Regions from separate parts of the Sus scrofa genome. Here region 2 is linked to region 1. Evidence: chromatin contacts called from public promoter capture Hi-C data. All regions are on one chromosome and are shown on one strand. The core of a region is the stretch at or near the end of the contact, and the rest is flanking DNA. Distances in the headings are between cores, read along the strand shown. Region 1 holds the start of DBN1 (drebrin). Region 2 holds the start of GRK6 (G protein-coupled receptor kinase 6).

Region 1 (6,049 bases), core at 1,716-4,215:
CTGCCAGCTCAGCTGCCCCACTGGAGACTTTTTTTTTCCCTGTCTTTTTAGGGCTGCATCTGCCACATATGGAGGTTCTCAGGCTAGGGGTCGAATCAAAGCTGTAGCTGCTGGCCTACACTACAGTTCATGGCAATGCCAGATCCTTAACCCACTGAGTGAGGCCGGGGACCGAACCCTCATCCTCATAGATACTAGTCAGGTTCGTTAACCACTGAGCCACAAGGGGAACTCCTAGATATTGTTTTAAATCCTCAAACAGACCCGTGAGCTAGGTACCATCATTATCATCCCCATTTTATAGAGATGAAACAAGAAAGGCCAAGCAGACTAAGGTCACATGGGTAGCAAGATGAGAGCAGGGCTAATGTGGTCAAAGTGGCTCCTTCCTGCCCCAGTTCCCTGGTGCCAGGGGCAAGACCTGGGAAGTGCTATGAACACTGTAAAGATGAGGGGGTACCTTTTGAAAGTGTGCTTGCTAGGAACTTGCAGAGGCAGGGTGAGGGCAGAGAAGACTCCAGCAGCTGGTGCTGAAAGAGTCCTGAAACCTATGTGTCATCCTTGAAGCCTTCCCTGAGAGGAACACAGAGCAGGAAGGTGGGCGTGGGAGGGAGGAGGTTGGGGCTTCTAGAAGGAAGAGGAAGGGGTTCTCTCACTCCCAAGCCTTCATCCACACTTGCATTTCACCCTCACAATATTATCAAAGAGGAAACTCGGAGAGGGAAAGCATTTTACCCAAGGTCACACAGCAAGTGACCAGCTTCTGGATCTGAATCCTCCCTCTCTCTTGGCTCTTCCAATCTGAGGACCCAGAAGCCATTGGACCAACCTCCCTCTTTGGGGTGGGAGGGGGGGCTCAAGATCTAGGGTTGGGAGAGACTTGAAGGGTGATCAGTGCTGGGTAGACATGAAAGCCTGGGAGGGCCTCCAAGGACACACCCAGCACCCACCACCAAGGCTGAGCATGTGGGTTTCAGGGGCAACAGGCGGTTGATGGGAGGCAGGGTTGCAGAGGAGAAAGTGATCGGTGGTTGCCCTGCTCCCAACGGTTGACGAAACCCAGGACCACAACAGGGGCAATGAATTTGGCACTGTAGAGGTCACTGGTGCCTTTGGCTAGAGCAGTGCCAGGGCCAGTGCAAGAAGGTCAAGACAGATTATAGATAGACAAATTATGGGATAATGAGGATGTGGAGGGGTGACGGGCAAGAAGACCAGAAGGAGTGGGCTTTTGGGGGAATGCCAGCAGGGAACCTTCTTGCTGCCCTGAAAATAGAGAAAACTGGGCATGGGGCATATGGGGACTCTCTGCACTATCTTTGTAATTTTTCTGTGAATTTCAAACTGTTCTAAAATTAAAAGTTTATTTAAAAATATAGATGGCAAAGAGGTAAGAGTGGGTGTGGCTGGAGTCTGTAGGTGGCTAGGGGAGGCAGGAATTTGAGGAAAGGAGAGCGTGCAGGTAGGGCTTCTGCTGTTTGGATGTGAAATTGAGTGAGCTGGGGAGGGGGCTTTGGGTGGAGAGGTGTTCTGAGCTGGGATAAGTCAAAGGAAGCAGGAAAGGACTGAGGCCTGAAATCCTTCTCCCAGGTACCCTTCAGCCCCACTGTGGGGTCTCCTCTCTCCCCAGAATCTTAGTGACTCTGCCTGTGACCTGCTCCAAGTGGGAGCCACGAAGAAACTGCCAGGGCCAGGGGTCCATGGGCATAATGGGTGCATAGAGTTCTCCAGAGGGGCCTGTGATGTATCTTAAGAGCTTTTTCCTACACCCAAACACTGTGACCCACTGCTGGAAACCAATGCACAATGCCCTCCTTCTCTTGGTACAGCTGGTTACCCAACTAAGAACTCAGAGACCCAGCCCAACCACCTTCCAGATTGGACCAGGAGTTTTCTCAGGTTCTGTCACCTCCTTTGAGAAGATGGGGTGGAAGACCTTGTAGCTGATGGTAAAGGCTTCTGAGAGCTGCAGAGGGTTTCGGGGTCTCAGCTCAGATGGGAGCGGAGATGCTCCAGGAGGCTCTGGCAGTCCCACTTCCCTGCAGAGGACTCTTCTGAGGCCCCAGTGTTGCCTGTGCTCAGAGCTTTGGGAAATAAAGGTGTCAGGAGGCTGGCCCTGGAGTGTCCTTGGAGGAGCCCTGCCCTGGGAATCTGGGGTTAGATGCTACTTCTGGAACTCGAACCAACTTGGGATTCCTCTGGGAGGGCTGAGGCTTGGGAGGGAAGGCAAAGGATTTCCTGGGCTGGCCCCATCTGAGAGGGCTCAGGGGGTGGCTGGTAAGAGAGGGGTGCACAGCATAGGGTGGGGCAAGGAAAGGGTAGAGGTTGGGAGTGCTGAGGTAAGAAACTGGGTTGCAGCTGGGGAATGGTTTAGGAGGTAAGGATGGAGAGATGTGGTTAGGGACAGGATCAGAATGGGAACAGCATAGGCTAGACGGAGGAGGGTGCGGCTAGGGATGGGGTCTGATGAATGGGTAAGGGGTGTGTGTCTAGCACTGGGTTGGGAGTGGGGCTGAAGCTGGGAGGGGAAAGAAATGGTCTGGATTTGGGGTGGAGATGAACAGGGCAGCGGACAGTGATGAGGATTGATTAGGAACGGGCCTTTCAGAGGTGGGGATGGGCTGCAGATGAAATGGGTTAGGGCTGGGAGGTTGGGATGGACCAGGAGTGGGGACGAGGCTGGAGTAGAGATCAATTAAGGACGGAATGGGGCTGGGCCGGATTGGAATGGAGTGGATTTGGGACCGAAGCTGGGCCTGCATAAGGGGTTGGTGAGGTGGGGACGGGCTGCGTTTGCGTCTGGGGGAAAGGGGTGAGGGCGTCAGGCGGGCTGGAAACACCCTAGGTGAGAGTTTGGGACGTGGGAAGGACAGCCCCCGGGCGCAGAGGGGTAGAGCCGCCCGGGCGAGGCGCGCAGGGGCTGCGGGCGAGGGGCGTGGGGGCGCCCGAGGCAGGCCGGGAAGGGGGGGCGGGCCTCCCCCTGGGCTGGGCCGGGGCGGCGCTAGGACCGAGCGCGCGGAGGGAGCGAGCCGGGCGGAGCCAGCGCCCCCCGCCCCCCGCCGGCCGGCTCCCCTCCCCCGGCCGCTGGCTCGCTCAGCTCGCAACGCTGCAGAGGCTCTGAGGCGGCAGCGGCGGCGCGGCGACTCCCTCTTTCCCTCCCTCCTTCTCCGTCCGTCCGTCCGTCCGTGCGTCTGTCCGTTCGGCTTCGGTCCGGCCCGCAGCATGGCCGGCGTCAGCTTCAGCGGCCACCGCCTGGAGCTGCTGGCGGCTTACGAGGAGGTGATTCGGGAGGAGAGCTCGGCCGACTGGTGAGCCCCCCGCCCCCGCCCCCCAGCCCCTTTGTCCCCGCGCTGCCGCCGCCGCCGCGCCTTTGTTTCCACCCGGCCCCGCCGCCCAGCAGCCGGGAGGGAGGGGGAGACCCCGAAATGGTGCAGCGGCCCGGGAGGGCTGGGGAGGGGCTGCCTTTGTGCGCGCCGGGGGAGGGGCCGGGCGGGCCAGGCGGGGCACCGGCGGCCCCGAGCGCCCGGAGGCGGCCCCAGTCGCGCGTTGGGAGCGGTGGCCGGACGCGAGCTGGGGAGACGCAGGGTCCAGATGTGTGGCCCGGGGCCTCCTGGCCCTTCGGGAGGCCATCCCCCGCCCCCTTCCCTCCGCCCCGGACCCGGGGGACAGGTGTGCACCGGGCGGCCAAGGGCACCTTCGCCACCTTCGAGCGGGCAAGGACCGGGCAGGGACGGGGCGGGGACCAGCTATGAGAGCGAGTGCAGTCTGCCCGGCCCAGCCCGGCCCGGCCAGAGCACAAAGGAAAGCCAGGGCGGGGGGAGGAGCAGAGCGGGCTGGGGGCCGGGGCGCCCCGCCCACCGGGGGGCCTCTCAGAGTTGGGGTGTGATGGAAAGACGTTCATTGCCACATAGCCACCGCCAAGTGACTCCTGTTCCCTCAGGGGTCGAGGAGGCAGGGATCCACAGCCCGATGGGGATTGCAGGGACCAGGCGGCTGGGTTGGGACATGCCAAAGGGACTGAACTGCCTGCCTAGGGAACCAGGTGGGGTTCCCGCGAGGAAGACCCCAGGGGCACTAATGTGGAGGGAGTTCCTGGAGAAGGATGAGGGGGTGAGTAGATCCACTGAGCCATAACCCAGTGGCCCAGTGGCAAGGGGCTCTCAGCTTCCTGCTGGGGGAGGAGCTGGCCTGCCTTCTCCCCCTCGTGCCAGCTGTTGTCTCCCACTGGGCTATGGGAGGGGATAGACCACCTGCTCAGGGGATGGAGTCCTCAGTGTGGCAGGAAAGCCGAAGGGTTCCTCATTGCCCCATTCAGAAATCATCAGCCCCCCAAAATACTCTTCTCCTGGGGAAGGTGCCCATTCTGTTCCCTAGGCTTCTTCCCATGGCAGGCAGGAAACTGAGTCACAGAGTGAAGGCAGGTCTCATGGACCTCACTTGGGCTGGCCCCACCCTCATGCTGAGAGGGCAGTAGGGTAGGGACATTGACCTGGGGGCTGGAGGAGGGGACAAGATGGCCAGGCGTCCATGCCACGCTACTGCAGCACTGGCGGGAGGCCAGGCCCGGAGGGATGGACTCGAGAGACAAGCAAGCTCTCGTGTCCTGCGGGTCAGTCACAGAAGAGGCCAGCACAGGCTAAGTGGGCAGGCAGCCCACCCGTTGTCCCAGCGCTGCCCCAGGGAGACTGAGATCATGGGAGGAGTTCAGGGCAAGTGGCCGGCTTGGCCTGGTGGAGGAGCTGGCCTTGGGATATGGGCTGTGCCTCTCTCAAGCTCACTTCAGAAGGCCCTCCTCTCCAGTCTTGGGGGGCTGCCTGCCACCACCCAATTTCCCCCAACCCTCCCCAAATCAGAGCTCCCACAACCACTCCTGGCCCACATCCTGCTCAGCAGAGTCTTGGGCTCCCACCCCACAGCAGCATCCATGTGGCCAAAGCCAATTATTCATCACTCGCGTGCGTCACCCCCCCCCAATCTGGGTTGTGTGTGGGACACACACAGATGTACACATGCACCCTCGCACATACACACATTTGCTCACTCCCAAGGGCCCAGATAAACATTTGGTAGAAAAGATGTGAGGATCATCCTGCAGAATAGGGCACTAGTGCCCCCAGCACAGAGCCAGGGATACAGTGGGGTCTCAAGACTCAGGGGCAGACCCTGTACTCAGGCTGGAGGAGGGCATCTGGGGTAAAATTGCTCTCTGGACAGAGGCGGCTTGGCCCTGCCCTCCCTTCCTTTGCCTCTGAAGGGATAGATGGCTCATAGATGCCATGGCCTCAGAAATGGAACATTGCCCTGGTGCTGGGAGCAGGGGCTCCAGGAAGTCAGGTTGTGTAGTGAGAAGAACTAGTATCCTGGATGTGACCCTACTCACTGCATGACCACACACAGCTCTCTGCTCCTCTCTGGTCCTCCTGAAAAGGGGGTTGGGTGCAGCCATATCTGGGATACCCAAGGCCCTTCCAGTTCTGACATCCTGAGTGCAATTGTCCTGAGGAATCCACCTGCCCAGAGCCCCCCCCATCCTCAGCTGACCCCCAGGATCTCCCTGGGGCTACTACATTCCAGCTCCCACCTCACCCCAGTCCAATTTGGCCCAGATGGTTTCTCAGAGTTTGTGTCACTATTGCAAACACCTGCTGGTATTGCTCTGTGCTCTGTGTTGAGAGACTGAGACCTCCACGAAGCTCACGGTCTAGGGCAGTGTCTGTCTCTGGGGGTTGGAGATGGTGAGACATGTAGATTCCTGGGCTCCCCCATTCTGATTCCTTGCAGTTTCACCAACTCCCGCCCACCCAAGGCTTAGGCCACCTCTAGTGAGTTTGAGAAGCACTGGTCTAGGGAGATCCGGGGCAGGTTCAGGATCTCTTCCCATCTCTGCTGGGGTGTGGCAAGTGCTCTAGGGGGCTGTGGCTCAGAGCAGGGCTTCCTGGGGAGCTGGCATTGGGGCCCTGAGGGCATGGGGTGGAGAAGCAGGTCTGGCCTTCCTGTGAAGGGAACCACATATGCAAAGGCTCCAGGTTGGGAAAGAGCCAGAACTGTG
Region 2 (6,049 bases), core at 1,805-4,304, 47 kb after region 1:
TATATGAAAGATTGGTTCCTGTATTTTAAAACCCACTGTAGCCAAATAAACACAACACATTAAAGAGCTAGCCAGCTGTGGCCTGTGGGTCATGGAGTTGAAAATGGTGGAAGGGGCCTGAGTCTTGAAATCTCACAGACCTGGGTTTGAACTTCCACTTTACACTTCAAGCCCATCGCTTGTCCTCTAGGGACCTCAATTTCTCCATGTGTACTTGAGGTCCAAAGCCATCTCCAGAGGTATTGTGAGGGTGACCGAGAGCCTATCCAGTATCCAGCAGAGCTGTGGCTAGAGGTGGGCCCCAGCTCTGAAACTCAAGGGCGACCTCAAGCCACCCCTTTCCCTTGCCTGGCCTCAGTTTCCCCTGTGGTTTCCCCAGCTTTGTTTCCATCTGGCCTGGCCGAAGGCACGTGGTGCAGGAGGAGGAGCCATCTTCTAGGGATAGGGCAAGGTTGTGTCCCCTGATGGGCTTTCTGACCTAAGCTGTCTGGAGGAGGAAGTCTTGCAGGGTACCCATTGGGAAACCTGCTAGCGGCTCTCCTGCAGCCCACACCCAGCATATGCCAGTCATTGCTCCACTGTAAGTGAGCAACAGACCCCCCACCCCCAATCCAGGGCAAGGCCTCCCCAGAAGGGGAACTCCGCCCCCACCCCCGCAGGTCCCTCACCCAACCCTCCATCCGCCTGCTACCCCCACCAGTTACTTCCTCCTCCCTCCTCCCAGCCACATCAAGGCAGCAGCAAAGAGTCACATGCAAATATCCTGTCCTGGAACTGCCACCAGAGTCAAGGGGGCTCCTCCCCACCCAGCCCGGTCCGCTCCCTGTTTCTCTGAGAGCCTGGGAAAGGAAGGGGGACCCCCAGTGCCACCCCACTTCATCCTCACAGCAACTCCGCCAGACCCGGCCCAATCTTATGAGAAAACAGGCCCTCAAATGAATCGATTTGTCCAAAGTCCCAAAGCCTGGAGGAGTCCAATCCAGCTCACTGGGACCACAACCAAAGCTCCTCTCCCACCACAAATGTGCAAGGCATCTCTCAGGTGTTCTCTGAATACATACAATCCCAAAACACTCGGAGCCTCAGATCACTTAGGAAGCTGGCAAAAGCCCGGCCCAAGCTGTTACCCAACTCACGAAGGGGTTCTGATGCACCTGGTCTATGGACCAGGATTCAGGACTCAGTGACAAGCGGGGCTTCCTTTAGTTTTCAGTTCCCATTCCCAACTCTTTCACAAAAAGAGTTACTGAAGTTCAGAGAGAAGAGACTTGTTTACAGCTACCCAGGTGGGAGGGGCAGAGCCAGTTCAGATATTCCAGCCAAGACACGGGTCCCAGTCTGGCCATAACCCACTGTGCATCACCCATGGCCTGTCAGAAAGTGCCCACACTCTCTGGCCAGGCAAAGCACTGCTCTCAGTAGGACTGAACTGACTACAGCCCTGGGGAGGGAGGTCTGGCCAGGCTTTCCCCACCCCTCCTCCCTGGCTGGCTGGATGACGAGGCAGAACAGAATCGGCAGATGCCCCCAGAGGCTGGGAGGAAGGCCTAGCCCCAGGACTCGATAAAGGACAGGAGATAAGGAAGGCTCTGGGCACTGAGGACCCAGCCTGCTGTGCCCATTTCCAGGCAGCACCTCCCCAGGGTCAACCTGCAATGGGCAGGCAGGGGGCACCAGATGCTGTGCCAGTTGGGGGTTCCTCTGGTTTTCCTACAGACTGTGCTGGGGACATCCTATGTCGTAGGCCTGGGTCAACCCGTCTCATTGCATCCTGGGGGCTAGTCCCTGAGCCGAGCCTGGGTTTCCCACTTGTAAAATAGATCAGAAAGGTGAAGCAGATGGCTCTTTCAGCCTGGAAGCCCATCAAAGAGTAGAAAAACTGCCCTGACCTCCCTGCCCTAGAGTTCCGAAAAGAAGTGTCTTCTCTGCTGGTCCCCAGCACCCTGGATAGGACAGGACATAGAGTAGGTGTTCAGTGATTACATTACTGAGGTGGTCAATGGCAGGTGAGGAGCAGACTGACCACAAGGCAATGGGGGCCAGTCTGGTCCTTCTGTGTCCCCAGGATCCTCATAGAGCAGGTGCCTGGTAACATCTGAAAAGCTCAGCAACACTAGGTTCACCCCGCCAGCTCCCTGTGCCAGGCCTTGCACTCAGTCCCACCAGCCCAGCATGCTCCCTTCCTTCAGAGCTCAGCTTCCAGTTATTTCTGTGCCCCTCTGCCCCACTAGTCTGGGCTTCCTGAAGGCAAAAACAGTGACCCATTCCCCTCTGTCCCCAGTGTCCTGAGGCACTGAGCAAGAGGACGTCTTGCTGGTAGTCTATGTGACCAGCTTTCCCCGCCTCGGGTGGGCTATGCTACTGCAGAGTCTTAGTTAATTCATTCTCCAAACCTTTTACCCGTGCACTAACTTTGTGCCGATCCAGGCTGGGCGCCGGAGTTTGGGCCCGGGGCACGTGGGGAAGGCTGCCCCTTCCTGGGGCATCTTCTTACCTCTCTCACCTGGGAGAGGCTTCCAGGACTGAGGTCCCACCCTTCCCTCTTCCTTCCTCTCTCCTTCCCTCACCCCCTCATACACACACGCACGCACACACACACACACACACACACACACACAAACGCGCGCACGCGCGCGCGCCGTGAGGGCGGCGGCCTGACCCCCGCCCTTTCCTGGGCTCCGGCTCCCTGGGGGCAGGTGCGGAGAAGGACCATGGGCCGGAAGGGCCCCTGTCTGAGCGAAATGCTGGGCGCGGAGAGAGCTGCCCTAGGGGATCGGGCGACTAGGGCGCCCAGCGGAACTCGGAGGCCGCGCGACCGCGTTCTCCGCACCCGATCGCCTCACCTTCCCGGGCCTTGAGTAGCACCGTGTTCGCTACAATGTTCTCGAGCTCCATGGGCTGCGGCGCCGCCGGGCCCGCCGGGCCGCGCCGCCGGCCGGGATCGCGCGAGGGAGCCGGGGCCGGATGACGATCGGCGCGGCGCGGCTCGGCTCGGCTCGCAGTGACCGCGCCGCGGCCTCCCGGGCCTCCCCGGCCGCCGCCGCCCGCCGCTCACTCTCCGCCCCCTCCCGGGGGCCACCCCGGCGCCGGCCAGGCCCGCCCCGGCCCGCCCACTGTTTACTTTACTTGGCCAATAACCGGGCGGGTGCTCCCCGCGCCGTCTTCCCATTAGACAACTTCTTCATCATCCCCCGCCCCCAGAGACAGGGATTCGTTCAAAGGAACAGGGGGGCGGGACTTAATACGTCACATCTTCCTAGTTGGTCTACGATGGGGTTCAGCCTCTATGTTCGAATTTCTGGGCCTTCGTAGGATACCGAACTGCCAATTAGGGACGAGCCCTCTGCTGGGACAACGGAGGTGGGTCCTCTGGGTCACGCCCTGGAATTCTTGTACTTGATTGGATGAAGGAAGCGTCGGTCAGCCTTAGCACTGCACTCTGATTGGGCTATTAGCTGTGGGTGTGGCCCGGGTCCCTTTGACTCGCCTTGGCTTTTCCAGGGTTTTTAGGGGATGCATTTAGTGTTCTGGGCCTCCTCCCGGCCGGCCTCCTGCAGGTTCGGGCCGTGTATCCGGCCGTATACTTTTGGGTCGGCCCATCTTGAAGGGCGCACATCGGAAGCGGGGAGAGGCCCAGAGAAGGCTGGGGGCCTCCCTAGCTGCTCCTCGGCCTCCGTCCGGGCCACCGCGGGCGCCCCCGCCCTACCCCCACAGCCGGATGTTGTGATTTCTCTCCACCCACAGGGCCTCGCCCTCCCTCGGCCTCTGCTGCCTTATAAGGCAGCTCTACCACCCCAAGACGTAGGGACGAGCTCACACCCATTGTACAGGTGGGGAGCTGAGGTCTAGTGGCTGGCTCTAGGCAGAAAAGTTGGGAGAAAATAAGGCCGAAATTTTACAGCTGATCAACACCTTCTAACTCAACATCCTACTCCCTCCACCCTCACTTCACACACCAGGAAATGGAGGCTTGCCCAAACTTGCTAGTAAGGCAGAGCCAGCTTCAACTAGGCTTCTCAGATCCCTATCCATTCATCATCCAAAAATACAGAGAACAGCACCTTGTGCCAGGCCCTGAGCCAGGTGCTGGGGAATACAGTAGTGCCAGTAAGATAGCCAGTCTCTCTGCCTACCTTCTAGGAGAGGGATAAAGATGATAATCCTATAAATAAACAAATAAGTGGGATGGTCTGAGGGAGTGGTAAGTGCTAATAAGACATCAAGACAAAATAGTGAGGAGAAATGATCTCAGGTTGACATTTGAATTGATTCAACCACGCAAAAATCTAGGGGAACAGTTTTAAGCACAGGCAACAGCAAGTGCAAAACCCTGAGCCTAGAGTAAGTTTGGTATGTTCAAGGAACAGGAAGAAGGCCTGTATAGTTTCAAGGCCCAATAGTCTGAGATGAGATGAAGGAGCAAGGATTCTAGGTAGATCCTGGAAGGCTTTGTAGATCAATGATGAGGAGTTTGTTGTTTTCCCTAAATAAAATGGGGAGCCTTAGGATGATTTATACTTTAAAAAGATCACTCTAGCTAATGGACTTTTAGAGGGGCCAGGAGTGGAAGCACAGGGAGCAGTTGGGAGAAGACAGAGTGCGGCGGCTTGGAAGAAGGTGGCAGTGGAGATGGAGAAAGTGCATGGATTTAGGATACTTTGGGAAATAAAGATAAGTACCTTGAAAAAGGGAAATCCAGTGGCCAGCAGGACAAAGGGCAGGTACTTCACCCAGTGAAGCCTGCTGTGTCCAAGTGAGATCTAAGTGTTGAGTGAGAATGTATAGGTTTCAGAGGTAACATGAGTGGAGCAGGAAAGAGCCACTGGATGCAAGTTCATATTCAAAATTCTGTAGAGGAAGTTAGTAAGGGCTCAAGCATTTGGTCAGAGCACTGAAGTAGAGTTTCAGGTGCAAGGTGGAATGCACTTGAGGGACAAGAAATGAGGCTCAGGCCTTGAAGAGGCCTGGATGAGGAAGGTCCTTGGAAGCTAGGTAAGGAGGAGGTTGGACTTCATTTTGAGGGTAGTGAGGAGCTGTCCAGGGTGTGTTAAACTAGGGACTAACTTCATCAGATTTGCTTATTCTGTGCCACACTGTGGAGGATGTGCTGGAGTGAGGGTGAAGGGTTGGGAGAGAGGGGCTTGGGCTGACTTATAAACACCTATTGCTTTGGTGCCCAGCTTCTAAGCACCCCTCCCCTTTGGGAGGAAACCTATAAAATGCAGAGGCATGCCCTGGTTTCCACTAGGGAAATCAGAGAGGAGGCAGAACTTATTCTCCAAGGTCCCTGGTAGCTGGAACATGTTTTCAATGCCTGCAAGCAGGTCTTTGAAATCCAAAGCAAGTGATTAACATAGAAGCATCAGAGGCCCATTTAGGGTTCATTAAGGTGGCAGTGGAAGAAGAAGGGGAGGTGGTCAAGCCAGGTCCTTTCTGGGGCCAGGGGATTCAGCAAGCGCCTAAGAACATCAAATCAATTCTTTGTCTGCCCAAGTTACCCAGAATTTTCTCCATTGTTTGGAGCCATGTGTCCTGAGTAAGAGAGGTGGGAGGTCCTTTGAAGAGGAAATATTAAAGAGAGGAATGATGCCCCATGCTGGGGCAGTGGCCAGGTTAGAGCTATCATGGAGCTGGGATGAATAAGACTTGGCGACTTATTTGGGGTGAGGAAGGGAAGGTATCACACATGACTCTCAGGTTCTGACTCTTCAGACCCATTCTCTGTCTATGGGCAAAGTGATCCTTTTTATTTATTTTTCTTTGCTTTTTAGGGCCGTGCCTGCAGCATACAGAGGTTCCCAGGCTAGGGGTTGAATCAGAGCTACAGCTGCTGGCCTATGCCATAGCCACAGCACCCCGGGGATCCGAGTGGTGCCTGCCTGCCACCTACACCACAGCTCACAGCTCACGGCAACACTGGTTTCCCTACCCACTGAGCAAGGCCTGGGATCGAATCTGCATCCTTATGGATAATAGTTGGATTCATTTCCATTGGGCCACAGCAGGAACTCCAAAGGTGATCCTTTTTAAAGGACAAATATTTCACTAT

The links. Promoter capture Hi-C pulls out the DNA fragments that hold promoters and counts their contacts.
Region 2: a promoter capture Hi-C map of fetal liver shows a contact between it and region 1, with 2.3 times the contacts expected there. The contact joins the promoter of GRK6 here to the promoter of DBN1 in region 1. A contact is called at or near these places in 1 of 5 promoter capture datasets (fetal liver), 9 of 47 Hi-C or Micro-C datasets (blood, fetal liver, heart right ventricle and 5 more) and 1 of 2 datasets of contacts at active chromatin or transcription factors (skeletal muscle).

Annotation. Positions count from the first base shown.
Region 1 is chr2:80,477,638-80,483,686 of Sscrofa11.1, forward strand. DBN1 (drebrin) reads left to right here and starts at 2,966. Exons shown (of 14, transcript XM_021084369.1): 1 at 2,966-3,308. The coding sequence starts at 3,223.
Region 2 is chr2:80,524,154-80,530,202 of Sscrofa11.1, forward strand. GRK6 (G protein-coupled receptor kinase 6) reads right to left here and starts at 3,055. Exons shown (of 17, transcript XR_002341730.1): 1 at 2,844-3,055. It also overlaps a transcript of F12 not described here.